Regions from separate parts of the Mus musculus genome. Here all the other regions are linked to region 3. A link is a contact called in public HiChIP or PLAC-seq data. All regions are on one chromosome and are shown on one strand. Each heading gives the region's core, a stretch centred on a gene start, on an enhancer-like site or on the middle of the called end of the contact. The rest is flanking DNA. Distances are from core to core; before and after follow the strand shown.

The links. HiChIP or PLAC-seq counts read pairs in DNA pulled down with a chosen protein or histone mark.
Region 1: a contact with region 3 is called in a FOXA1 HiChIP or PLAC-seq map of pancreatic cancer cells. The contact joins two enhancer-like sites. A contact is called at or near these places in 1 of 39 promoter capture datasets (pre-B cells), 1 of 115 datasets of contacts at active chromatin or transcription factors (pancreatic cancer cells) and 1 of 9 other capture datasets (embryonic stem cells).
Region 2: an HNF4G HiChIP or PLAC-seq map of pancreatic cancer cells shows a contact between it and region 3. The contact joins two enhancer-like sites. A contact is called at or near these places in 2 of 39 promoter capture datasets (both in the C10 cell line), 1 of 115 datasets of contacts at active chromatin or transcription factors (pancreatic cancer cells) and 1 of 9 other capture datasets (pancreatic islet).

Annotation. Positions count from the first base shown.
Region 1 is chr1:181,520,023-181,522,814 of GRCm38.p6, forward strand. No RefSeq gene overlaps it. Among named protein-coding and RNA genes, the nearest start is that of Ccdc121, 10 kb to the left of the region's middle. Within about 2 kb of position 1,524, at least 47 of the 459 cell types and tissues checked have an H3K27ac peak or open chromatin away from gene starts, as enhancers often do. A contact at or near this core is called in pancreatic cancer cells, where this site is marked.
Region 2 is chr1:180,301,533-180,304,232 of GRCm38.p6, forward strand. It overlaps Gm39713 (a long non-coding RNA gene), which reads right to left. Exons shown (of 4, transcript XR_865777.2): 4 at 1,670-1,722. Among named protein-coding and RNA genes, the nearest start is that of Gm39713, 6.2 kb to the right of the region's middle. Within about 2 kb of position 1,424, at least 74 of the 459 cell types and tissues checked have an H3K27ac peak or open chromatin away from gene starts, as enhancers often do. A contact at or near this core is called in pancreatic cancer cells, where this site is marked.
Region 3 is chr1:180,951,208-180,953,907 of GRCm38.p6, forward strand. Tmem63a (transmembrane protein 63a) reads left to right here. Exons shown (of 23, transcript NM_144794.2): 4 at 925-988; 5 at 1,774-1,811. Among named protein-coding and RNA genes, the nearest start is that of Tmem63a, 10 kb to the left of the region's middle. Within about 2 kb of position 1,419, at least 43 of the 459 cell types and tissues checked have an H3K27ac peak or open chromatin away from gene starts, as enhancers often do. A contact at or near this core is called in pancreatic cancer cells, where this site is marked.

The sequences.
Region 1 (2,792 bases), core at 274-2,773, 570 kb after region 3:
AGACCCCCTCTCAGGATGCCGGGTGACTGAGGTACACCCAGCTGCTAAGCTCCTGCTGCTGTAATGGTTTGCATAGTCTGTTGGTAAGGCACTGCTTTAGAAGCCATGCTGGTTCTATAGCCCTTGCAAATGCCCTGATGCTTGAAAACAGTGTGTATTTTATAAATAGTTGTTGGGTTGCTTGGTAAATGGCTTTAATTGTTGTTTAATAATCCTATCGCTTGCTTTTGAGTTGTAATTTTTAAAGGGCATGACACACATTATCTCATTTGCTCAATGGATACTATTATAAGCAGGCAGAGCGAGTGATAGCATTTAATAGAGTTGGGAAAGGAAGTTGAGTTATTTTCCTTTAAGGCTTTCAGAAGGAGTGATTCAACTCAACATCATTGGCTGATGTTTGAGGAGGAAAAAAAAAAGAGTAGAATGTGAGAATCTCTTTTGTGAGATTCTAGAAAAAAATCCTAGTTTACTTTCCTACTCCTTCTAATTATCTTTAATTATGAGCAGATGGTCTTGTTTCCTGAGTCACAAACTATAAAGCCCACTTATAGTAGGCGGGGCTATCTTTCAAAGTAATAAATCAAACCCACTAACAGTAACATGATAGCATTAACCTACTAACACTAACATGATGGTATTAACCCACTAACAGTAACATGAAAGTGGCAAATCCATCTGTGTTCTTGTCTGTGCCATGGGCGCCTATATTGTTAAGATGGACTCCCACTCTAGCATCATCCCTCTGAGACATGCTTGACACAAAGTAGGGCTAATGCTGGAAGAAGGTCTGTACTGGGATCCAATGTCGCTGTCTCTGCTTTGGGGTGTCAAAAGCTATCACAAAACTACAATTCCAGGAAGAAAATGGAGGAAAAGAAAATAGCAGTAGAAACTGAGATAAGAGTATATACCCTGCTCTTCAGCGTATACTCTTATCTCCCGCTCTGGCCAGGAGGTCTGGTGCTCTGCTGAGGAGCCACCTCTCGTCCCACATAGTTCTAGTTGGATGGATGGCGCTTCCAAGGATAGGAAGTTGTTTCCAGGTGCCCATGTGACCTCTGCCTGACCAGTGAGTACCCTTACTCTCTCCAGCCACGGTGATTGGCTCTGGGCTGCATATGAGACTTCCATTTCTCGAACCATCAGAACAGAGAGGTGATGCCTCTGATAGGGATGCTAAAGGGTGGATATGGACCAGATGAGGCAGGAGGTCAACACACTGTTGATCAGTTCTGTCTGAATAAGGCATGGATTGAAGAGAAGAGAGCTGGCTGTGGGTTTGGTCTGGATGCCCTAGTTTGAGTCCCTGAGTGTAGTCTTATCTAACATCAGGTCTGTTCCTTGGGACGGTTTCAGATTTGTAAGCTAATACTTTGGCAATATGCTAGCAAGTCTCTCTCTTTCAAGTCAATTGGAGTTCTATTTCTGTTTCTTATTTGCTTTAGTGACTCAGAATCCTGACCAAAGCATGCAGCTCAGGGTGGTGTGGGAGAAGGTTATTTGAGACTTGGAAAAGAGAGGCTGAGAAGTTGTTTTGGTTTTGATGTCAAAGCATCCAGGAGGAAAGAGAGATTAGAATCTGCACTAGGCTTAAGAGGATGACGTGGGTGGCAAGTGCGGAGGCAGCAGCAGCAATTGATACAGTTTAACAATTCATGGAGACACTGTTGGCTGCCACTGCAGGTGGGCACCGTGCTTTGAGGGGTGTGCAGGCATGGTTAATGAAGAGACGTGGCTGCTGCCGTCAATTGGAAATCAAACACAAAGCGTAATTGCTGTTGCTTTGCCTGTATCCGAGGAGCATTCTGCTACAGTCAGGGTGTAAGGCGTGCCAGTGGGATATGAACACAGGTAGACATTGTACAGAGCCTCATGACTCACTTCCCTGTGCCTTCCTTAAGAGGGGTGGAGAGAGGTGGAGCTAGCAAGCAGCAACAACCAAACTAATTTCCCTTAACCAGAGTCTTCACCCTGGGGTTCATAGCTTATGTTTACGCTTTAGACTCTCAAGCCCCTTGGCGATTATGCGCAGAAATTGCACTTAATCTGTCTGCAGAGAGGGTCCAGTTTGGAGAACAAAAAGAGTTTATTGGACCTGAGCTAGCCACCTGAGCCATGTTGGCCAGGTAGCTGCTGCCTTGTGTAAATTTAAGGCACAAGAATAAACAACTTCCCATCAGTCTCTGAGCGAGACAGCCCTGGGGAGCAGAGCCCCAGGATCTGAGAGGAACAAACAAGACCCCAGGACACAAGGTCTCAGAGACAGATCGCACAGCTCCCTGGGTCACAGCATGGTGGCAGGGCTGGGTTCAGGTGGTGGGTGATGCTATGAAGTCTTATTGTGTCCCTTCCTGCCTGCCGTCTGTGATAGGCGGCTAGGTGTTTGCTGGGCACTATAACCTCTGTTGTTGTTGTTGTTTAAGCTGTAGTTGGTGTCAATTATTTGTAAATGAGAGTCTGGAAGGTATTCCAGAAAAAGAGAAGCTACACCTATTGTTCTGAGTCCCTTTCAGCAGCGAGTCTCCATGATCCTTTGACTGACAGGAGAATTTTATGGTTTATTATCAAGGATTTTTTAGGATGTCAAAATGGTGCAGAGTGAAGCACATTATACCCTAATTCTAAAGCCCCCGTGATGTTTGTCAGTTTAGAGACTTCATTGCAACAGTTTGAATGGAAAAAAAATAATTTTTAAGGCGCCTTCATTGTTAATGTGAGCCACTAATAATGTTTCTTTTTAAAATAATTTCAGGCTTCAGTCACATGGCACAAAGAATTCTCTCATGTGC
Region 2 (2,700 bases), core at 174-2,673, 650 kb before region 3:
AAGCCTGATGCATGTTCGGGTTGAGCCCTGTACTTTTAGTAAGAACTCTGTAAAGGACATATGCAAAGATCTAGACGTTTATTGACAAAGTCTCATCTGAACTTACACTATTAGGCTACACTAGAGACTATGTAATGCCTTCAAGTGCTCTACACTATAAATGTTATAACTAAGAAAGGCTGGTTATAATTACACTCCACAGAGTCAGGTATATAGGGCTGTAACCTATAATCCCAGCACTTAAGAGGCAGGAAGATCACCCTCAAGTTCAAGGTCAGCCTGGTCTACATAGCGAGTTCCAGATCAGTCAGGACTACCTAGTAAGGCCCTATTCCAAAAACAGAAAGATTCCCTTCCACCTTTGCCTTTCAGTCTTATATATAAGACAATCAGTGGGGCTGTAGCTCAATGCTAGAGACCTCCCTTGCATGTATCAAGCCCTAGGTCCAATCCTCAGGCCGGAAAAACAAGCTATATAGACAATTAGGACAGGAGACAGACCCATGTCTCAGAATTGTCCCAAATGTCGGTGGAAAGGAGTCACACATTTTGCACAGGAGACGGGAAGAGTCTGAAAGCACACACCACCCGGTCTACAAATCTAGCCCTGCCTCTTTACACAGTCATTGACGAAAGACGGACTGTGTGGTAAACGGCTGCTGGTCCACAGGAACCAGCCTGGTCTGCAGGGACTACTCTACAAAGTCTTTGATGAGACATTCAAAATTTTTTCTCTGTGGATCCTGTGGCCTGCAAGGTGGCTTTCCTGGCCATGGTGGGCATGATGGGGTAGACAGGGAATGTTTGATGGGGGAGGCAGGCAGCACAGCCTTGTGCTCTAAGGACAAGCTTTCCCAAGAGGAATGTAACATGAATGCTGTTCTAGTCACACCCAAATCCTGGGCAAAGGTTCCCTGCTGTGAAAACTGCAGCAAATCGTCTCCCAAAGGGCAGCCACCAAGACCGGAGTATCGGAGTATCACTGCTGTCCCTGCTCCAGGGGAACAAGAGGACTTCCTTCTTACTTTCTTCACACCCAGAAATGACACAGCCACATCTCTCTGTCGTGCCTATGGTTCCAGCGACTCTAGAGACCAGCCCTAGAGATCAGAGCCCCTTCAAGGCGTCCCTTCAAGTCTCACAAAGGCAGCTCCTGACTTCACTGGACAGCGAGGACTTTTGACTGCATGCTCTGTGGTTTCCTGTTCATCTCATCCATATGAAAGGTGGTGGCTTATCACAACAGCGTCAAGATGGGAAATACATTTTTATGCAAGCCAAGGCCAAAGCTGAGGAGCTGGGGGTGGGGGGCAGGGCTAAGGAGATGAGGGGGAATGGGAAGTTCAAGGCTGACACACTGCAGGCCAGAGAAGCAGCCTTCGCTCTTTTCCGGCCCTAAGAATAAAAACTCCCTGATAGGGCGGCGTTCTTCTTCCCTATTATGGACATGTGGTTTGGACCTGGAGAACAATTGTTCCCTATAAACAGAGGTGGGCAGCCCTGCTTTCCCTTCCTTTTCCTTTGAGAGTCATACAGGCTGATGTGGCCCTAGACACCCTCCAACTACAGATTACACTCTGTTTGAATTAATAAAACCTTGTTGGGTTTATTGCTGGTTTTAGGGCTCAGTCCCTTATTTGGCTTTGAAAAAGGATACATCTCTGCTGATTCATAGCTCCCCTATTGTACTGGACACATGAAGGATATAAGGACACCCGGAGCCTGGGAACAAGGGGACAAAAGAATCAAATGACAAAGTGAAGGGGTGGAAGCCATTGATGCCACCCTGAGTCTGTCCCTGTGTGCCTAAGCACAAATGCTCATTAAATGACACTTCTGTTGATAAGAAGGGGCTTCTGGGGGCTGGGAGTTTATCCAGGTACACGGTGTTAATGTAGAGAGAGGTCCACGGATGATGGGGGGGGGCTTTGTAGTCACATAAGGATGGGCTAAACTAACCAGCTCTTTGTGTACCCCAAGGATCACTGTCCCCTCTGAACCTCAGCTTCCTTACTTGCAAAGCCAGATGAAGAACACAGAGGAAAGGGGTGGCCAGTGGAACACAGCAGTGCAGGGAGGGGGCCTTTGGGGGAGACTGGCTGGCAAGCCAGCAAGTGACCCCTTAGGGTCACAGCTAACCAGGCAGAGGCACCACGGGTTAGATTCAGTCACTACGGGTAGTACCGGCTTTGTAATCTGATTTCACACTCTATCAGAACACCCTGTTTTCAATAGGTTAATTAATGTTAGTCTGACTCATAGATGAGAGACTACCCTGTCACTGATGCAAATGAGACATTTTGGCCTCTGGAAAACCCTGTGCTCTGAGCACTCTTAGTTGATGGGGAAGCACGGAGGAAATGTGGTTGAGAATCAGTGAGACTAGATGGTGCTAATTAAATGAGATGGTCTATTAGCTGCTTACGTCACAGTTCTCTTCCCTATACATCACACCAAACAACTTTCCTTTCCTGTTGTTGAGTGTCCGTTCATTCACTTTCCCCTTCTATGCATACTTCTTAACAATGCTCAAATTTTTAATCTAGAATCGTGGGCACACTCACTGACCCATAGGTATCTATGAGACAAGTGCCACTTGCAAGTTCTGTTCTTCTCTAGCTATAATAATAATAATAATAATAATAATAATAATAATAATAAAAGATACTTATCCCATACCCCAGACAAACCATCAGTGAA
Region 3 (2,700 bases), core at 169-2,668:
TCCACATCCCAATATCAGCCTCCTCTCCTCCCAGACCCCTCTGCAGCTCCTCCCCCCATTTCTCCTCCTCCTCCCCTCCGAGAAGGGGGTGTCCCCCCATTACAGTTTTTTTATTTTATATGTATGGGTGTTTTGCATGCATGCATGTCTGTACCACATGCGTGCTTGGTGCTGGCAGAGGCCACAAGAGGGTGTCGGGTCCTCTGGAACTGAAGTTACGGATGGTTGTGAGTCACCATGTGGGTGCTGGGAATTGAACCCAGGTCCTTTGGAAAAGCAGCCAGTACTCAACCACAGAGCCTTCTCTCCAGCCCCATATGTAAGTGTTTTGAGGGGGGTTCATTCCAATAATGAGGCTTGCAAGTATTTTTCCTTAACAACTTCGTGGGGGGGCATGGGTGACTTGTCCCCCTGCTCCCTCGTGTCCCTGTGTCCACTATTTCTCAGGCTGTTTCTCTGGAATGAAGCCCCTATAACCTTTCATTCCAGTCACTGTGGTAGGATAAAATGCAGCATTACGCATTGATTTGGATGTACTAGGAAATGTACTATAAACAGGTGTAAACACTCTGAAGTTCCTGTAGGTGGACCAGTTTAGTGCTGAGGTTGGAAGGTGTGCACATAGCTATGGTCCCTTGATACCCTGGCCCTGGGGTGTGCACATAGCTATGGTCCCTCTGTGCATAGCCCATACAACACAGAGTTTTATGCCATATGGGCTTATGGGCAGTGCCCCATACAACACAGAGTTTTATGCCATATGGGCTTATGGGCAGTGCTTCCATATGTTTTTTGAAGTAGTGTATATTTGCTGCCACAACTGAGAGTCAATAGCTTTGATCAAATACTGGACATGTATATTCAACCCTTTTTAATTTCAGAATTATTTATCTTTTTTTTTTTTTTTTCCTTTTGTGCCTACAGTGAGGCCAGGTTCCAGAGACTGTCCTCTTCCTCCTCAGGGCAACAAGACTTTGAAAACGAGCTGGTTGGTATCCAATGGATGGTGGTTTTGTGACGCGAAGGGCCGAGGGTGCAGCTTGGTAGCAATGATTGATTGAGGTCTAGGCGGTTGCACTCCTGGTTTAGTGACTAACAGCACTGTGATCTGTGAGAGGTCAGCTCTGGGGAAAGCTCCCCTCCATATGAATGGAAACATGAGGACTTGGAAGTGTCTAGAAGGAGACAGTGGTTAAATGATCCCTCCCTGCAAGGCTCCATTGACTTTCCAGGCAGAACAGGCTGTGGATCTCCTGGGCTTTGGCAGCAACTTGTCTCTTACTGTTATGGTTCTTGTACAAGAGTTAATTATTGACGTGTCTGCTAGATTTTGAGCCAAATGTGGGCAGGGATCCTGCCTCATATAGCCTTGTCCCCAGCACTAGATATCTGGTAGGTACTTAGTCAGCTGTTGACTGAGTGATGAGCAAATATTTGTCTTTCCCAACTGGTAACAGGCTAGCTTTATGGAGCAGTAGGACCTGAGAGGTCATGGAACCTACACACATTTCTTTCCCTCCCTAAGGCCTATGCTGGGTGCTTTCTAATGCATTAGACTGGTTCCTGTTGTGTCTTTTTTTTAAAACCCCACCTGCCACGGGGTTGTGCCTTGCAAAGAATAAGAGTTAGGGGGGGTCAACTCACCAAATGTGTGAAGGAAAATCCTGTTCTACACAGATCCAAGAGGAATGGTGATTTGATCTCAAAGATGTGATTGTATCTGCCTCCCAAAGACATGGGTGCTGGATGCTAATACCTGTTCTCTGTCTCCAGGGATGCTGTCCTTGGCTGACGGCCATCTTCCGCCTGCAGTGAGTAAGATGGGGGTGTCTGTTGGAGCATGTGGCTTCGTGTGAGGGCTTTGCCATTCAGGAGGAAGTAGCTGAGATGTTAGATTCTGAAGTGGTATCTCTCATACTTTTCCGGTTGAGGACCTAAACGGTGTATAAGGTCTAGAACAAAGATGACTGGGAAGTCTCTGTAGTCAGGGCCCAGGGAAAGAAGGAGGCCTTCTGCGTATACAGTCCTACGGGGGCTCAGACATCCCCAAACTGCAGTTGGATTTCAAAGGTTCTTGAATCTAGTGATAAACATTTGAATCCAATCAAGGTGGCTGTCCGAGTATGGGATTGAACCCAGGGCTTCCTGCATAGGAGGTACAGTAGGCTAGATCCCCAGGCCTTAGTTAAACGAATTTAATTTCCCCACTTACTCGTTCTGATGCATATAAACCCGTCTAGCAGAGTTCCTATCCCTATCTAACCAATGTGACATATCAAATAGAACAATTCCTGTCTAAAGCAAAACAAAACAAACGCCCCTCCAAAACAAAACAACAAAACTCTAATTAGATTATATAATATTATAAAAGAAAAGGCCATTGTAGAGTTAGTGAAATGGGCTTGGGGATTCTCAGTTCCTCTCTCAGGGCCTCAGTTTCTCCACCTGATTTGTGTGGGAGTTTGGTGGGAGTTGTCCCCGAGATTGCTGGTGGGAGGCAGGGTCACACGGAGAAGCCAGGGAACTTCCTGAAGCCGAGGAAGCAGGTGGGCGTGAGCCTGGCTTGCTTGGAAGTGGAAAGATGTTAGCCTCACAGTGCATCCTGAAATGAATCACTGAGCAAGCATGATGCTCGCTGCCTTGTCCGTGAGCACCCTTGGGAGTCGGATGTGCTTTAACTCATTGCATCCCGGAGCTCTG